Regions from separate parts of the Mus musculus genome. Here all the other regions are linked to region 1. Evidence: chromatin contacts called from public promoter capture Hi-C data. All regions are on one chromosome and are shown on one strand. The core of a region is the stretch at or near the end of the contact, and the rest is flanking DNA. Distances in the headings are between cores, read along the strand shown.

Region 1 (4,477 bases), core at 712-3,211:
TTGATGATGAATATATGGTGTTGTAGCAACTGATGTATATCAGGTTGCCTTTTTGTCCTCCTACCAACTCAAATACATTCAGGTCACAATCACATGACTACTTCTCAGGAAAAGAAGAAATACAAAGAGGTGTGGGGTATTTTTCAGACTTAAGATATGGGGTATACCTTATACCCCTGTCATCTCTAATGTCTCTGAAAGTAGACAGAGTAGGTAACTAGGATGAGCCGTGACATTTTTATGCCCCAGGGCTGAAAGAACAGAAAGATGAATGAGACCTCTATCCTCACCTCGGGGAGCAGCACTAACCTACTCACTAATCTAAATAAAATGGCTGCTGTGTGAGAGGAAACAAATGCCTACATTCCTTAATACACTAATTTTCAGATCTCTACAGAAACTTAACCTTACCAAATACAACCTTAAAAAGTATTATCTGGCTTGAAAACAAACAGTAGTCTTTTTAATAAGGCAGATGCTGTTTTAAAATAGGGAAGCTACACAGTTAGTACAGCTCTCAGACCTGGTTAGAGAAGTTTCTCTGTGCAATGGATGGTGGCTACCACACAGCTCACAGCTTTTAGGTACAGAGAATAAATAGGCTTAGCCACAACTAAGATATACACTCAGGAGGCAGAGGCATAGATAGGCAAAGGCAAGTGAATCTGAGTTCAAGGTCAGGCTGGACTACAGAGAGGATTCCAATATAGACAGGACTAAACAGAGAAACCCTGTCTTGAAACAGCAACAACAAAAACTGTCTTCTAGACATGACAGAACTGCTGGCCTAGAAACTCACAACTGTGGTCACCTGCACAAAGGTGCCAATCAACAATCCAGCACAGAGACGGGGAGGGGTTTATGAGATCGCACTTCTAGCTGAGCAGTTACTGACGGCTGAAGATTTATGAAGGGCAGAGAGACAGTTTCTTTTAAGAGTGTGGCCCAAGGAAGGTGATGGTCCCACACACATGAGTATATGTGCAGCATAAATTGGACTAGGTAGGCTTAAAAAAAACAGGACAGGAAGTAAACAATAATTCTGGAAGATGCTAGGGGATTTAAAATACATTGTATGAATGTATAAAATCTTTAAAGGATAATTTTTTTTAAAAAAGAGTGAGCTTATTGCTTAAAGTGTTTATTTTATGTGCATTGTTTGACAAATCATCTACACCCGGTTTCCAAGTGTTATCACAATGACATAAAAGAGTAAGAACACAAACAAGTACTAACTTTTTTGTGAAGCCACTAGCGTAATTTTTTTTTTTTTTTCGTTTTTGACATCAGAAGCAGGACCAGTTCCTAGCTCAGGATGGTTTAAGAAATGGTCTGTTTTGTTTAGATGTATACAAAGTGACACTTACTAGGAATTGATTGCTGGGATATGTCAGCAACCCACTTGAGCTTCACTTTCAATAACTTCTCTATGCCCAGCTATTTAAATTAATTGTACGATGAAAGGTTGGATGGACTGGCGTTTTCGCTTCAGTTTTATCTGTCTCAAAGTAAGCCCGAACTCTAATACCCAAATGGTCGTCAGACGTCCAAACAAAGAAAACAGCACCGATAATTAGTCAGTTGTAAAATCAGGTGCTTCAGAAAATTAGATTCAACCAAGTTCACACAGAAAGTTGGAACCAGCCCGTCATTCTTCACCCTGGCAAATGTGTGCGGCTGTGTCGGCCAGGGCTTCCCAGACCACAGCCAAGGACGAGGCGACAAGGCCGGAGGAAGGCTTCAGCAAGAAGCTGTCCCCGCGGCTCGGCCGACGTGACTCCCTCCCCGGCGAGGCCCCGCTCGCTCGCTCGCTCGCTCGCCCTCCGCACCCCGGCTGGGCCTCTCCCGACCAGGACACTCACCATGGTGGCGGCGGATCCGACAGGAAACAGGGAGGCCGGCACCGGGGCCTGAGGAACGGAGGTTGTTTAGAAGCCGCGCGTTGCCAATGGGAACGGAGACACGTGGGCCCTCGCTTGCACGCTATCATTGGCTCTCAGTGTCACGTGACGGATGATGTTGCGTAACTGGCTAATTTCCGCGGGTACATTGGCTTTGAGATCCGGAAGTCCCACCTTTTCTTGCCACGCTAACCTGGGGCGGTGCCTGCCGTTGCCAATGGCAACAGAGAAATTTCCGGTCGGGGGTGGGGGGGGGGAGCTGAGCAGCGCCTTAGGTGCCAGCGTGTTTGCCTACAATCAGGACAGAAGTTGGGCTTTGGCACCGGGATCCAGAGCTGGTGGTTCCAGACCTCTGAGAAGAACAGGCTGAGTGAACAGGGCTTCAGCGTGACTGCATCCGGCTATCAAGCTCATGCTGGCCCTGGTGCACGCCCTTCCTCCATCTGCATTGTTTTATAACGCTGGCAGAAGAGAATAACTTTACCTTTTTGGAAAAAAAATGTGCAAAAACATAGGTTTATATAGAGTAGTGAATTAGAGAGACAAACACTAGATTCGCCAGGAGAAGGTTGTGGAATAACGTCCTGATCTCCCTGGCGGAAGTTTTCACTTATGAAGTCTAACTTGAGTCATTAGAATCTTCAAGTTTTGGGATAGGTAAAGATCCTTTCCAAATCTGTTGGTGATCTTTTTGTCTTATTGACGGTGTCTTTTGCCTTGCAGAAGCTTTGCAATTTTATGAGGTCCTATTTATTGATTCTCGATCTTACAGCGCAAGCCACTGCTGTTCTATTCAGGAATTTTTCCCCTGTACCCATATCTTCGAGGCTTTTCCCTACTTTCTCCTCTATAAGTTTCACTGTCTCTGGTTTTATGTGAAGTTCCTTGATCCACTTAGATTTGACCTTAGTACAAGGAGATAGGAATGGATCAATTCGCAATCTTCTACATGATAACAGCCAGTTGTGCCAGCACCATTTGTTGAAAAATGCTGTCTTTTTTCCACTGGATGGTTTTAGCTCCCTTGTCAAAGATCAAGTGACCATAGGTGTGTGGGTTCATCTCTGGGTCTTCAATTCTGTTCCATTGGTCTACTTGTCTGTCGCTATACCAGTACCATGCAGTTTTTATCACAATTGCTCTGTAGTACAGCTTTAGGTCGGGCATAGCAAACACAGAAGTGGATGCTCACAGTCAGCTATTGAATGGACCACAGGGCCCCCAATGGAGGAACTAGAGAAAGCACCCAAGGAACTAAAGGGAACTGCAACCCTATAGGTGGAACAACAATATGAACTAACCAGTACCCCGGAGCTCTTGTCTCTAGCTGCATATGTAGCAGAAGATGGCCTAGTCGGCCATCACTGCAAAGAGAGGCCCATTGGACTTGCAAACTTTATATGCCCCAGTACAGGGGAACGCCAGGGCCAAAAAGGGGGAGTGGGTGGGTAGGGGTGGGGGTGGGTGGGTATGGGAGACTTTTGGTATAGCATTGGAAATGTAAATGAGCTAAATACCTAATAAAAATGAAAAAAAAAATCTTCAAGTTTAACCGTTGTTCCAAAGTGATGACTACCTCTATGGTCGCCTTGCCTTTAACCCCAGCACTTGTAAAGCAGGGGCAGAAGGACCTCTGTGAGTTCAAGGCCACCCAGGGCTTCATAATGAAGCCCTGTTTTAAAAAAAAAGACACTGTCCTATGAAAGACAAGTATAGGAAGAGGTTATCACAAATATTGGTGAACATACAACCACTCTAGGCCAGTGCAGTATCTTACGAGGAGGCACTGAGTAAACCAACATCATGCAGAGCTGCCAGCCTTCTGAGCCTGGGAGACTTTAAAGCAGGAGGGAACAAACATTCAACATTAGCTCTGAGTTATCAAAAGTTAATTTTGATGGTGCATTTTGAGATTGTCTTTCACAGCCAATACAAAGTAAAGTTTAAAGTGAATCACAATCGGGTGCTTTTAGATGCAGAAGAATTTTAGAGATATGGTTCCAGAACTACTTATAAAGGAAGAGACTAAGAATCTACAGCTTGGAGAGGTAGATGGAGGCTTTGAAGTTTGAGTCTTAAAACTATAAATCTGTTTTCAAGACAAAAAAGACTATTGCCAGGTGTTGTAATACAGTGGATATTAAATAAATTCTGATTTCAAGAATCTTCTTTCATTTTTTTCTGTTTTATTCTATCTAAATGATATTAATTAGGTAGAAAGTGTCATAATTGTCACAGGGGCTAAGCTTAATTACTTAAAAATCAACTTGATGGCTGGCCAGATGGTTCAGCAGGTGAAGGCACTTCCTGACAAACCTGATTACCTTCTTCAATTTTCTGGATCCACATGGTAGAAGAGAGCCAGTTCAGAACTATTGTCTTCTGGTTTCTACATGAACACTACATCACACCTGTGCTCCCCTTCCACGTATACACATACATGAGCATGCACACACCTGCAGACACGACTTTCAAATTTCTTAAGTGAACTTAAACTTTTGTTGTTAGAACAAAGTGCTAACAGATAAGTCCTTTAGAATAAAGCTAATTTATAAAGACACTATATCTTTAGGAAA
Region 2 (4,256 bases), core at 725-3,224, 380 kb after region 1:
TTACAAGAAACTGGAGTTGCTAGCCTTTCTTGTTTTGACTTTCTATGCCTGTTGTCTTGCTTTATTATTTGGAACAAAAGCTTTGAAAATTATGTATATTTTGTTATGGAGACAAAAACAAAGAAATTACAATAGAAAGACTGTTTTATCTATGTGTATCATATTAGTCCAGATCATGTGTGACTAAACTAATAAGGTGTAAAATCCTAGAACTCACTAGTTTATTTTAGTAGGTCACAGGAAGCACATCAACCATAAAAACCACAGTGAACCCAAAGCATCTCTGATGAAAAGAGGCAAGAACATTTGTGTTCTTAAAGTACCAACCGAAAAAAACCATCACAGAAGAGTAAGGAAGTGCCTTAGCATCAAAGTGCCTTCAAAGTATTGATAAGCCTTTCTTGTTTTGCTATCACTTCTCTGGACATGTTATGTCCACATTTTCATTTGGTTGTGTCTTGCCATACATGAGTTGCAGAGGATACCAACTTAACTTTGAATTTGAATGGTTTAACCTCCAACAGGATTCAAGTGAATCCTTTTAAGTCACTTGAGAGAACTTAACCTTCAGTTAACCTTCAGAATGATAACATGATTTTAAACATCTTGTATCCAGTGTCAGTCATCTTACAGCATTTGGGGGAGCACAAATGATTTTCATTTCATTGGTTTTCAGAAGACTTGAGACAATCGCTATTCTACTCCAGGCAATCTGAAGCGCCACAGCTATGCCTTTGATGTGATACTGCTTAGCTAGCATGTGTTTTGAACATAATGTTGTGAGGAGGTATCCTTTGTGGGTCATGCCAAGGTGTGTCCTGAAGAGATTATGCCATGAAACAGATCTTGTATAAAAAAAGGTTTACTGGAGGAGGGGAGAGAAGAGGAGAGGAAACTTAAAGAACCAGACAAGTGGATGTGTAGACAGGCAGACAGAGAAGAGAGAGAGTCATCGGGCAGAGAGAGGAGGTAGAGATGGGCAGAAAGGGGACACACGAAGAACACAGAGAGAGGAAACTCCAAGAACAGAAAAAGAGCTAGTGAGGTGGTTGGGTCCTTTCATCCACTGCACACCTGACAGCATCTAGATCCCTGAGAGCAGTCCACTGGAATTGCCTGTATAGTAACAGCAGGTATACCAGAGCTGTTAGGTGGTGATGTATTTTCTTTAAAGGATTCCCAAAGGCCACATCACACTAATCTTCCAGCCTAAAAATCCTGAAAAACGTGAACTCATTGCTGGCAGATAGATAAGAAGTTTTCAAACTCACACAAAGGGATCATTTCTGTTTTCCTTATGCAGATAAAGATTTTAAGGTGTAAATTCTCAAAATTTTGACCATTTGTATAGTGTGAGATGAAGGTGGTAAGAACATCTCGTGGTTTCCTAAGATCCACTCTCAGGTCCCAGTGTAAATCTTTCCTTCATTAGAAAGCTTTATTTAAGCGAGATTTGTAACCAGATTCCAATTCACAACACTTTGAAAGCAACACACAAGACTCAGTGAAACCTCTCTGCGCATTTTATTCATTATGACCTAAGGCCTCATTAGCATTTATTCTCTGGGTGTGATAGGTTCTATTGCACTTGGGTTATGCCAACTAACACAGAGAAGAGAACAGAGAGTGGAAAAGCTATGAAAGACTTATAAGACGAAGCCATGAGCTGAAATATACTGAAGCAGGGGTATAGGGCGTGGCTAACTCACACTCAGAATTGCATAAGCAAGATTTCAAAATTAATCCTGTAAAGACCTCAGCCCAACATATAACACTCCTGGCTGGAAAAGAAGAACTGTAGATCTTTGGGGTTTGTTTTTTTTTTTTTTTTTTGCTTTGTTTTGTTTTTCTTCAAATCTTTACCATCACTTGCTCTTTTATCTCCGCCTTCTCTTTCTGCAGGAAACTTTATTTCCTACTTCTGCATACCAGTTTGCACCTCCAGATCTGTTACTGAGAAGCCTGAGATAGCAGTGCCATCATAAAGGAGCCATACCTGGTGAGTTGTGATTTTTCCATGTCTTTATGCATCTCCAAGCTTGAGATGCAGGGCACTAGGGAGACAGCCTGAGGTATTGTACAGCCTGTGCACCTGAGGCAAAGATCAAGATTTGGGGAGAGAAGAGAATGTAATGTGCACCAAGAAACATTAGAAAGACCCTAGTGGCAGTGCGGAAATGAGGGTGTTGCTGGGTGGGACCATTCTTTTGGGATCAGGTGATAAAAGGGGACAATGAAGGAAGGAAAATCACTGTGCCTCATCATCTTCTAGACACTCACAGGATTACTCTGTCTCTCTTAGCATGCAGAGGGTTTACATTTCTAGAACCTTATACTGTGAAATCTTTTACCTGTAGTTCATCTATGCCTTCTAAATTGGCTCTTGTCTTTCCTCATGAGAACCACACAGACTGAAGATATCTATCTCTCTCTCTCTCTCTCTCTCCCTCTCTCTCTCTCTCTCTCTCTCTCTCTCTCTCTCTCTCTCTCTCCCATTATCTCTTTTGCTTTCTTTTGGGAGGCAGCTTCCCTACAGTCCTGGGTGATAGCTATGTCTTAATGCCCAAAGTGATGCTCAGGCCAGTACTTTCCAGACTGCTTGGTAGTAGGAACTAAGTGCTGACTATGTGCCATAGGGTTATATGAATTAGCATTTACCTAGAATTTTCCATAACAGCTGGAACTTTAGAACAGACCAGAACTTAGCACTGTGTAATCTTTAGGTACATGCACTTTCTTCCTTATTCTCATCAAAGATCTCATTTAGTTTTGGCAGTCTAGTGATAAGACTCAGTGATGTGACATGCAAGCTTCATTTGGCTATCACTTAAGGGATGCAAGAAGTACTGTGATATATAGGTGGATGAAAACAAATTTATAGCTGATATCAGGAAAAAGTAGTCTTAACAATCAAATCTAATGATGTTACATTTTATATCTTATAATTATTATAGACTTTTGTGCACTCTTTCAGTGAACCTTTACTGTTTACTCTTTTAGCCAGGTGAAATTATAAGAGTCAGAGATTAACAACATTGCCACTCCTTAACCTCAGCGGGGTGCATGGTATGTAGAAGATACCATGATAAGTGGTTACTTACATTTCACAAGAGCAGAGTGGTTTGTCAGAGGGTGCAGATTGGGCTTCACAAGAGAAGGGAAGTTTTAAGTAGGAGGTAGAATAAATAGGAACCATTTTAGGTCAAGAGACAAGAACAGAGTAAATCACTAAGGCATAAAGGAAGTGGTGAGTTTGGAGGAAATGGAGAGAAGACAGTTGTGGGTGTGCACAGGACTGGGAATGTGAGAGCAGGTCAACCACTGTGAAGTCCCACCACATCCAAGTCATGTGGCTATTGGGGGTTTCAGGATGAGGAGTACATATGCACTGTTAACTGTTGGGGCAGACAGAATGAGAGGGATGAGCTATGAGTGAAGGAGAGATCAATATGAAGTGGATAGCAGATGAGACAAGAAACTAGCAGCCCATAGAAGGCAACAAGGATGAATTTGAAAAGAATGTAGGGGTAGAATTCCTATGGCACAATTCTAACATAGAACATTCATCTGTAGCACATGATGAGCCTTCACCTCAGATGGACCTCACAGCAACTTAGGGAGTTTCTATACAGGAAAGCAGATGCTTGACTTTAAGTTACCCAGCTTTCATGTTAGAGGCAGGAGTTTTTTATTTTTGAAATCTCATTGATTATTTTATTTATTTTATATGTGTGTGTCTGCACCAGTAAATGCCATGCAAGTTCAGCTGCCTGCAAAGACCAGAAGAGGGCATTGGATTCACCACATGTGCTAAGAATTGAACTTGAATCATCTGCAAAAACAGTAGGTACTCTTAACTGCTGAATCATCTGTCTAGTTATCTAATTTGGAGGCAGGTTTTGAAACTAATCTTGTTGGTTCTGACAAACAGCCTTTAATTTTCTGAAGAGGAATTATTTGGAATAATACTAGAGTTTTCTTATAAAAATGTACTGGATGATAATAACTAAGATGAAGTTCTCATAATTTGGTCAGCAAGATGGTTCCTGTGTTAAAGTACTTGCCGTGAAAACCTAGTCACCTGAGTTCAAATCCCTGTAGCTTATATAGGAGGGAAAGAGCAAATTATCTTCTGACCTCCAAACACTTACAGCAGTGTATGTGTGTACCCCTCATGTATAAGTCATAGCAGATGCTAGTTAAATATTGACCATGTAGACAAATTCATGATGAGATACCATGAAATGTGAAAAATT
Region 3 (4,791 bases), core at 127-2,626, 400 kb after region 1:
TTTGTCTATAAACATGCTGTGAGTGCCCCCTATTGCTACCAAATTCAGGCCTGGACATTTACCACATAGAAAATTAATCATCAGGAGACACACATTGGTAGAAAGAAAACAGTCTTTATTAAAGACACCATTCACCCAAAAGGAAGCAAACTGACACCTCAACTCCCTGCTTCCAAGTTTTTGGGGAAAATGTGAATGACTGGTTATGTATAGAATTTGCATTCCCAGGAACTTGAATCAGACAATCCCAGGCTAGCCAGAGTTATTAATCTACTGGTTGTGGTCTAGACTTACCTTGCATACAAGATGTTCTGGAGTGCAAAGAGAAAGCCATATCTTGGGAATGAGGAGTAAGAATAAAGCAAAATGGAGTTACTGAACGCAATAGCCTGTTATAACAAACCATGAAGTGACTATTGTTATTTAGCCTAACACACTGGCTGCAGAAGTCTTGTGTCTTGCAGGGTCTCTTGTGTCTCATTGGCAGCTCTGTGCTGTTATTAGCTCCGCTGTCATTTCTTGATGTTTTTAAAAATTCCACCAACCACCCAGCTGATCTGATATAGTCACATATATGGCATTATTATATTATCCTAAATTTTATCATGCACTTCTCTTTGTTGTTCCATGAAAAATCCTTCACGGCTCCAGATAAATTATGTTCTTGGATTGAGACGCTCTGTTACCTTCAAATCTGGTATAGAATAGATACTCATAAGTGCCTATGCAAAATGTGTAATTTTGTATGTCACTTGTTACCAGATACATGAGGGAAAAAAAGAAATATGTTTAGTTTTCAGGAAAACATATGGTAAACCTGTTTGATAGCAGTTGTTTTAGTTTACACTGAAGAGTCACACAGAGCAGTAAAAATTATGTGTGTGAAATGTAGGACAGCGAGAGGAAGATGAGTAAAAGAAGTAGCAAGATTGGTGTCTGGGATAAAGCTCCCATCTCACTTTAAATTGGCTGGAACTTACTTTAATCAAGAGCAACTACGAGAAGAATAAATTCTCTTGCCATTTTGGCTTTACCAGTGAGAAGCAGAGATATTGCATGCACTACTTGTCTCTTAGACAGTGACTCTCTTGACTCAAATGTGGGCTTTAATTAATGGATATAAGTGTTCTTCTGTCATTAATACCCTTTAATTTTTCTGATTTCCAACGAAGTGTGTAGTTGGATGAGCAGAGAACATAAGTAAAAGAGTCTGAAGAAGGAAACTCCTCAAAAAACTTTCAGTCCAGAGCTGCCTTCTATTTTCTACTCTAAGTGCAACTTTAAAGAAAAAAAAAGAAGAACTGATCTGACACCCCCAACCCTGAACACTACGTAATACCTTTTCTCATTAAACTCCACCCTCTCTGCAAGAAACTGTGTTTCTTACTTTATACTGTCTTCATGTTAGATTTGTACAGCTCTCCTAGCCAGAGGAGGTGAGACATCCGTTCCCCCTACAAGAGACTCTGGTAAGTCACCTCTCAGCCCTTGCTTGACTAGTTAGCTCAGCTTCCTTGATGAGTAAAAACTTTAACAGGAAATCCTGAGAGGACATCTGTCAGCACCAGGTGCTCACAGAATTATCTGAAAATATAATCTTTAAGATACAGGAAAGTTAAGAATTTAGGATATGTTTCAGCATGTGATGTCATCAAATATCTGAAACATGATTGTGAATGAAATATTTAAAAAGAGAATTTTTTAAAGCAAGCAAATCCTTACCTTTTAAAAATAGCTTCTAGAACAATGCTATTGGTTGAAATCTGGTTTGATAATCAGCTGAAAAGAGGTGAAATCTTTCCATGGGTCACGTGTATATCCTTGAACATGTGTGTACCAGAAGCTCTAAGTTTCTTGTGCTCTCTTGTTCTCTCTTTCTCTTCTTGCCCTGACTGTCTCCAAGAAAATAGAGAAACCTAAAAATTGTCTAAGGTCACAAACATCAAAGTTTCTACAGCACACTTAGTAGAAAATTCTTGTTCTGGCTTAGCCTTGAAGGTGTGACTTTTTTTTGGGGGGGTGCTTCTCTTTGCTACCTAAATGGGAAGTATGAAGAGCTTTAGAGAACTAAGTAAAAAAAAAAAAAAGTTTGAGGAATTTAAACAGGGCAAGCCAGTTGGTTGAAGAGGCTAGACAGTGAATATCACCCATGGAGATGAAAGAATCATTTTCTACTTGATAATCTCTTCTACGTATATGAGAACTTTTGATGGTGGAAACTCAGGAAGCAGAAATAACTTTAGAGAAAAAATGAGGATGGTCTACTTTAATTACTGATGCTATATTCTATGACACTGTTTGAGTGTTTGGACATTACATCATTTTATCCTGACTACAGAGAAGCACCCTTGTCAGAAGCCATCCAGGAAAGGCTGAGGCTAGCAGGTGGCCTTAATGGAGGCGGCCCATCTTTTAGCATGGACAAAGCTCTAAGAGGCAAGGTCCCAAAGAGACTTGGGTTTAGGATTGCTTCTTGCAGCTGAGAAGCCTTTTCCTATCACTTCACATAGCCTAAAAGTTCGTGGGTATCAGCCCACCATATTGGTCAGATTTCTTGCACATCAACATAAAGATGAACTTTCATGAATTAACTAATGCTGTTTAGGTGAATTAATGACTTTATAGAGTTCCTGATTTGATTTAAATAATCTTAGGAAGAAATTTTTAAAAGATGGTTTTAGTTGTTTGCTAGAAAGATGTAATAAAGTTAAAATCAAGAATAGAATGTACCCACTCCTCATAATAGTAAGTAAGGCTGCATAATAAGAAATATAATGAGTTGTTATCACTACACTAAAAAGAGAAATATGCTTGGGACAAATTTGTGTTTAAGGAAAAAGTATTCAAGTTTAAGAATTAAGCCACAGGTGTACACTATTATAAGACAAAGCCATGTGAAACAGTGACTATGAACTTAAGTATATAGAATGAAAAACTGCTTTAAAGTTAATATCAACATCCTTTTGTAACTCTCATTTTGTATAACATTTTGTCATGAGGTAATTTTCTAATAACTTTTATCTATAAAAAGGCCAGAGAGAGGAAATAAAGATGAGTGGGTGGTTGAGGGGGAATCTGTACCATCTACCCACCTACCCATCCATCCATACATACATCCATCCAAGGTAGTGATGCAGCCATTTTCTCCTTCACCCAGTGTGTATGTGTCTGTGAGAGTGACATCTTTCCTTTCCTTTTTCTCTCTGATTCAAAAAGAGTTAACCAGCCTGGCCAGTGAAGGGCTTCTGGCTGCCTGGCAATAAATCCTTTATTTAATCCCCTGTTGTTAAGCAACAGGTGATAATTCCTCTGAAGCCTTTGGCTTCTGGCCCAAGAACAATGAAGAATCAAGAGTAAATATTATTTATACTAAGAAACCTTTATTCTTGAAAAATCAAGTTTTGGTCCCCACCCTTCTACTGCTCTCCCAATTGGCTACTATCCAGAAAGAGCCAGTGTTCTGGAAAGCTCAAGGAAAACCATGGAGAGAGAGAGAGAGAGAGAGAGAGAGAGAGAGAGAGAGAGAGAGAGAGAGAAGGAAGGAGAAAGAGAGAGAGAGAGAGAGAGAGAAGGAAGGAGAGAGAGAGAGAGAGAGAGAGAGAGAGAGAGAGAGAGAGAGAGAGAGACATCTTATTAGTTACCAAGGAGTGACAAGCAACATATGTCAGTTAAGGTTTCATACTGCCCAAATTCAAAGTAAGTTACTTCCTGGTAGTGTGGTTTTTATATTAACATTCATTTTCTCTATACTTGGGGAGTGTTTTATCCAGAAAAACATAAACAGTATATTTCTTGCCTCAAGCAGTTAACTCAAGCGTTTAGCAAATGCATATGTCATACCATAGAACAGTAATTAGCACCCACTACTCATTCTTTCTGGCATTTGTGTGAACTCTAGGATTTATGGATAAATGCCTAGAAGCAGCATCTTCTATAGAGATCTTAAGCCCATGAATTAGAGAGGACCTGACTCAGTTTCACAGATTAATTCACCCCACATTGATATGGAAAGCAACATTTTATTTGATCAAATGCATCTTTGGTGAATTTCAAGCCATCTGATGATGGGAAAATTAAATGTAGAAGTCTATGCCTCAAAGACCCACTAAGTTATAAAACAATAATTGTGGTAGGCCAACAATTGCTTTAACCTTTATTAAGCATTGTCTTTTATTTATTCATAGGCTCTTGCAGGATGGATTTTCAAGGGTCAGTTCCGACCTATAGCTATGACATCGATTATGGTATGTCAGCACCCTGCCAAAAAATCAATGTGAAACAAATTGCGGCTCAGCTCCTGCCCCCACTCTACTCCCTGGTATTCATCTTTGGTTTTGTGGGTAACATGATGGTCTTCCTCATCTTGATAAGCTGCAAAAAGCTGAAGAGCGTGACTGATATCTACCTGCTCAACCTGGCCATCTCTGACCTGCTCTTCCTGCTCACACTACCATTCTGGGCTCACTATGCTGCAAATGAGTGGGTCTTTGGGAACATAATGTGTAAAGTATTCACAGGGCTCTATCACATTGGTTATTTTGGTGGAATCTTCTTCATTATCCTCCTGACAATTGATAGGTACTTGGCTATTGTCCATGCTGTGTTTGCTTTAAAAGTCAGAACGGTCAACTTTGGGGTGATAACAAGTGTAGTCACTTGGGCGGTGGCTGTGTTTGCCTCTCTCCCAGAAATAATCTTTACCAGATCTCAGAAAGAAGGTTTTCATTATACATGCAGTCCTCATTTTCCACACACTCAGTATCATTTCTGGAAGAGTTTCCAAACATTAAA

The links. Capture Hi-C pulls out chosen DNA fragments and counts their contacts.
Region 2: a promoter capture Hi-C map of liver shows a contact between it and region 1. The contact joins the promoter of Ccr2 here to the promoter of Lztfl1 in region 1. A contact is called at or near these places in 1 of 39 promoter capture datasets (second pharyngeal arch cranial neural crest) and 1 of 9 other capture datasets (liver).
Region 3: a promoter capture Hi-C map of liver shows a contact between it and region 1, with 2.8 times the contacts expected there. The contact joins the promoter of Ccr5 here to the promoter of Lztfl1 in region 1. A contact is called at or near these places in 3 of 39 promoter capture datasets (hematopoietic stem and progenitor cells and liver), 3 of 484 Hi-C or Micro-C datasets (CD4 T cells and palatal mesenchyme), 3 of 115 datasets of contacts at active chromatin or transcription factors (T-cell acute lymphoblastic leukemia, effector CD8 T cells and memory CD8 T cells) and 2 of 9 other capture datasets (adipose tissue and liver).

The regions. Positions count from the first base shown.
Region 1 is chr9:123,715,664-123,720,140 of GRCm38.p6, forward strand. Lztfl1 (leucine zipper transcription factor-like 1) reads right to left here and starts at 1,962. Exons shown (of 10, transcript NM_033322.3): 1 at 1,863-1,962. The coding sequence starts at 1,865.
Region 2 is chr9:124,100,209-124,104,464 of GRCm38.p6, forward strand. Ccr2 (chemokine (C-C motif) receptor 2) reads left to right here and starts at 1,975. Exons shown (of 3, transcript NM_009915.2): 1 at 1,975-1,999; 2 at 3,747-3,843.
Region 3 is chr9:124,120,167-124,124,957 of GRCm38.p6, forward strand. It overlaps Ccr5 (chemokine (C-C motif) receptor 5), which reads left to right and starts at 1,377. Exons shown (of 2, transcript NM_009917.5): 1 at 1,377-1,469; 2 at 4,185-4,791. The coding sequence starts at 4,196.